Regions from separate parts of the Zea mays genome. Here region 2 is linked to region 1. Evidence: chromatin contacts called from public Hi-C data. All regions are on one chromosome and are shown on one strand. The core of a region is the stretch at or near the end of the contact, and the rest is flanking DNA. Distances in the headings are between cores, read along the strand shown. Region 1 has its middle 21 kb from the start of LOC103640019. Region 2 has its middle 71 kb from the start of LOC103638545.

Region 1 (2,680 bases), core at 132-2,631:
AGACTTAAACACTACTTTAGTTAGTAGCTAATATTTACTATTTTAGGAATAATATAATAATAAGGTCTATGTTGTGCACTTGTTCTCAAATACTGTGGATCAAGAACAAGACAACACAATTGTTAATTAATTATAGACCTTTGTCTTTCGAAGCATTATTCCCACATGAGTATAATGCCTGTTGGACGAAAGTCGAGAAGGACATACCTTTATCATTTAATATGTACAAGAATGTAAAAGGATGAAGGCACTAACTGCATCTCATTAATTCATGCACATTTATATTCCATAAAACACGCATGAATATTAACATCATTTCTATTACATTAATAACTTCGGCTTACTTGAATGTGGAGAGCGAGAGAGTGATCCCCATTCAGTGTGAACAGTACGGTGCTACTGTTCATCTATTTATAGTCACGGGACGCAACCCAGGTAAAAGTACATTTATGCCCTTGATATTTATCTATGACCATAATACGAATCATTAAGGATTGGATAGTCTTCATCCCTTTTCAGCCCTCATCATACTTGGTCTTCGTCATCACGTCAAACCGAAGCTATCCGGCTATAGCTCCATCATTCATTCTTATCACCTTCGGGTAATATCTTCACCTTGTCATGAGAGAAAACCTTCATCCTGAAGCCGAAGCCCCTCTGTAATAATCCATATCATACTGAAAACATATAGTCAGTCACGTTTTTGAGGACCTTCGGGAGAGGAAGGCCCCCAACAGTCTATTTGACCCTATGTTTTGCTAATAAGTCATGCATCATGCTGAGATTTTTGTTTGTGCATATGTTTTGAGACAAGATGGGGATACATCCTTTTTCTTACTAATCTCGAGGATGAGATTTCTTTAAGGGGATAGGATTTGTAAAGCCCAAAGTTGGTAGAAGGGAAAAATAATAAAATAAATAAATACAAAAATATGCACCTCATGATGAAATTCTTGCATTTTTGTATTTGTATTCAAATTGTGAGACAAGTTTAAATTAGGAAATTAGAATTTGAAAATGGAAATAGAAAAAAATGGGAAGGGAAGGAAAGAAAAATATACACTAGAGAAAGAAAATAATATTAATGCAAATAGTGGATGTTATATCCTCATTAGGGATGCATTTTATATTTGAAAATTGGAAGTTCAAAACATGAATTTGAATTTGGTTTGGATATTTCAAATTGGAAAATAGAAAAGAAAAAGGTAATAGAAAAGAAAAAGGGAAAAGAAAGGGGGAAAGGAAAACCGCACCGGCCCGGCCTAATTCCCTAACCACCCCAAATACTATTTTTTCTCACTTTCGCACCAGCCCGTCCTGGGGCATGTCATGCGCGCCTGGTAGCCACTAGCAGGTGGACCCCGTGGGTCGGGCTCGTTCCCCTCACATTGGATGGCTTACCTGCGGGACCCCCGTGTCAGGCGCCCTTCTCCCCTATCCGCGAGCTAAGCTTTCAACAGACCACGTGGATCTCGCGTCCGCCAACAAACTCCATCTAGAGATTGCAGAGACCGTCGTCCCCTGGGCCATAAAATTCGTGCGCCATGGCCTTCTATCCCATTCCTTCGCCGTTCCTCAGTCGTCGATTTCCAGAGAGAGAGAAAGGATGTCCTTCTGCCAGGAACTTGGCGGCTCCGCCTCGGGCTCACGACTGCGTGCTACTCGGTGAAATTAAAGGGGCTAGGGTGTGTCGTCGAGGTTCGTTGTCCACGAGTGTGGTTTGCGGTGGTCGGAAAAGCACGAGGTTACTGGGGATTTCTCGCCGGAGGTCATTTCCGTCGCGACGTCGAGGACAGCCTTGCGCCCACCGTCTCCTTTGGTAAAATTTCCCCACCCATATTGTTCGCCTCGACCTCCTACTCACGTTGCATCATAAATTCTCGAAGTTGTGGGTCGGAATCGGTGTTGGCCGCGCGCTAGCCATGGCTCTACCGCAGGTATGCGCGCGCCACCGCCGCTGTCGGCCGTCGGGGAGGAGAGTGAATCAGGATAGTAGATCTTTGATGAACGCACGAGAATTAATCTAGGTATTTTAAATCATGGTCGTTCAATCAGCTAACGGCGGCTAGGATTACAAGATGTATACCCCCTTCACACAATAAATCGGTGCCGTTCGATTCGGATCGGGCACGTAGGATTAGATCTGTGTTTCGTTAAACTGTAACTGTTGATCTTCGATCCTGCGAACTGGAGCGCATAACGGTTAGAACCTAATCTTTGCCACCGGTTTCTGATTGAGCGGCCCAGAAGTAATGATACCCCTTTGGCGGGGACATTATGCTAAAGTGACCCCGTGTTGTGTTTTGTTAGTATCAACCCGCAGTACGGGTGTGTGTATAGAATAGAGCTATTAGGTCCACAATATTATAAAACCAACCCTGATCTTATTTACAATACCATGTGTTGTCCATCTGGAATAAAAGAAATATAGAGATGAATTCTAGTATGAAAATAATTATTATAACTTGTTTATTTTGTATCTTCTGCATTTTAACTCCTTTTTGATCCATTCCAGTTGCATTAGATCCATAATAATATTGTTTATCCCCTGGTAACTTTTTTTGTTATGAAACCTAAATTAAAATTATGCACATAATTTCTTTTGTACCCCACTTCTAAATCTTCAGAAAATCATAACTTTATAACCGTAGCTCCGAATTTAGTGGTTCTCGAACCTATG
Region 2 (2,680 bases), core at 47-2,546, 200 kb after region 1:
AGGCGACTTTCAATCACTAAATTTAGAGTTACGGTTATTTAGTTATAAATTTCTGAAGTTATTTAGTACCTAGAATAGATTAATTCAAATGAACATTTTAATTCAAGTTTCATAGTTAAACAGAGGTACTAGGTGATGAATAATCTTAAAACAAAATTAATGCCACTGGAATGAATCAATTTGGACTTATAATGAATTGAATATGAATTATATAAGTTTCTGAAATTACTTTTGTATTAAAAATCAATTTTCCTTAACTATTTCTCTAATTTCTCTGATCTCGGGATTGGGTGCCAAATTCTGGAAAAGCCAGGGGCTGGCGCGCAAGTTTCCCCGAGACACAGAATCTACCAGGACAGACCGCGGGTTGGTTCCCCAAAAACAGAGGGGCTTTTCTGCAAAACGTGCACGGCGAAGGGGTACCGTGATCCCTCGGCCGTTGGATCTGGGTTTAGCGTGTAGGATTAGATCTACTCTAGTTATTTAACCGCGGTCACTCTTGGTCGTCGGATCCGAGATCCACGGTCCATACCTGATCGGAACCAATGGCTCGGATTTAACTATCCTAAACGGCTGTGCGCCACGATCCAAGCCGTCCGCTTCAAGATCCGCAGGCAGGGAGCCGTCTTCCTCGACCCGTCACCCATAAGCCATCGGCGGCAGCTAAGCCCCACGGCGACGCCCAGAACAGAGACGCCATACCGGTTGCGCTTAGTGCACCAAACTCACGCACAACCCCTGCTATGCGTAGAGACGGTTACAGTGATCACGTGGGAGTAAAAACTTACCAGGATATGGCAGCGCAGGATTCGGTCCATGAGACGAGGCGGCACCGCGACGGTCAGGGAAGTCCGGCGAGCAATTCGTCGACACCCCGAACACAACACCCACAACTATCGGATTCCAGGGATGACGACGGATCATCCGCAACGGCCCTTGCTGGCACGGGGGGCGCTACCGGCGTCAATTGCCTGCGGCGGCAACGGAACTGACTTGGCAGCGATGCACAGCTACGGGGGCACTGACCTAAGGTTACGGAAGGTCAGGGCAGCCGCGCTGGGGTGGAGCTTTATGCAGGGTCAACCCCATCACTCCGCCCCAGCAAGCCGAACTCTGCGGATGGTGGTTGGGAACCATTCTTGCCGAGATTCACGGGAGGAAGAGGAACAGTGGAAGTCGCTGGGTCCTGCACGCCAGAGAAAACGGAAGCCGCGATTGACCCGCGGTGTCTAGTTGAACGGGCCTGCATGGTAGCCAAAAGCACAAACAAACGCGCGCGGTTCTGCACAGCCGGGCCCACGGGTCGGCCACACACACGCGACAGCGCACAGAAACGGACGAGTGGGGGGTAATGGGCTGCCTTGGTAACCAAGTTGAACCAAGACAGGGAATTCAGCCCAGCGTCCGTTTTCCATTTTTTTTCTCTTTATTCTTTTCTTTTCTATTTTTTCAAATCCAAGTGCTCAAATGAATTTGAATCCGTAGTTTGATTTTCAGACTTTCAAATTTCAAATAAGATTCTGATGTGAATGGTACTACATTCTTTTTGAGAAAATTATTTATGTACCGTTATATTTGTTATTTATCACACATTTTAACTCTATTGCTCCCAATTTATTTAGTGCTTTTAATTTGAACTTGTGTCTAGTCTTATTTCATTGATAATTTTGTATTTGATGCACAGACAAAAGGAAATCCAACATGATACATCGAGTATTTTACGAGTTATTTGTTCACTTAAATCATGATGTTCCCATGTTGAAATGAATAGATGGCAAGATATTTACGGTGATCAACTCACTTCGTATTATTTATATTTTGGGTATTACAATATGTAGCACTTAACCCTTGCATATGTCAACTTGCCACCAGGTTTCTCAAGACTAGAATGGGTTCACGCCAACCGAGAGCATGGATACTCCATCGTCCAGACTCTTGCCACGGAGGGTACACGCTACTCTTGCCATCTCTCCACTCCCATTGCGTGGTGGCCTTTCTGGTATTGGTCCGACCGAGGCAAAGCTTACCCATGATGAGGCATGTGGTCAGTTAAAAGGTCCTCGATCATCAAGCCTACATCGGCTCGGTCCTTAATCGACTTAGACGGAGACACTACACCGCGACTCGTTTCTCGTGCAAGTCACCCGCTCTGTCTCGTCTTTATTACTTAAAAATCCAAAGTTTGGTACCTGACAGAGGTACTTCTTTTTAGATGTTGAACCCATCACGGCCATGATGGATTCACCATCATAAGTCTTTTCTTTTTAAAAATCCCCATCCAGTGTGGAGCATCACCTTTTATTTAAAACAAAACATTTTGTTTTCTAAAGCAAGACTAAGCATCAGAAAACTTGTTTGAATAAATCAGGTAACAAGGAATGGTAATCAATTTTCCAAGGAAGGGATTGTTGGGCACAAAACTCCTATCACCTAATGCATCAAACAAGGTGATAAAGTTTTAAAACAACAAGGAAAAGGATAATGCATCGGGGCTTGTGTTGCAGGAGGTTAAGGGTCCACTCCGCAGATGTTGAAGTAAAAGTTGTTCTCCGCTGGAGGATTTTCAGCTTGGGAGACAACCTCTTTGTCTATCACAGTTTCTTCCTCGTGTTCTATACATGACAATACATGTACATGAATGCTTATGTGATGTTATGAATATGCAGTTACGCAATATAAA

The links. Hi-C and Micro-C count contacts between places; a contact is called where the count stands out from the background.
Region 2: a contact with region 1 is called in a Hi-C map of bundle sheath, with 4 times the contacts expected there. The contact joins two enhancer-like sites. A contact is called at or near these places in 3 of 25 Hi-C or Micro-C datasets (bundle sheath and leaf).

The regions. Positions count from the first base shown.
Region 1 is chr9:62,840,115-62,842,794 of Zm-B73-REFERENCE-NAM-5.0, forward strand. No RefSeq gene overlaps it. Among protein-coding and RNA genes, the nearest start is that of LOC103640019, 21 kb to the right of the region's middle. Within about 2 kb of position 1,382, at least 20 of the 20 cell types and tissues checked have an H3K27ac peak or open chromatin away from gene starts, as enhancers often do. A contact at or near this core is called in bundle sheath and leaf, where this site is marked.
Region 2 is chr9:63,040,570-63,043,249 of Zm-B73-REFERENCE-NAM-5.0, forward strand. No RefSeq gene overlaps it. Among protein-coding and RNA genes, the nearest start is that of LOC103638545, 71 kb to the left of the region's middle. Within about 2 kb of position 1,297, at least 17 of the 20 cell types and tissues checked have an H3K27ac peak or open chromatin away from gene starts, as enhancers often do. A contact at or near this core is called in bundle sheath and leaf, where this site is marked.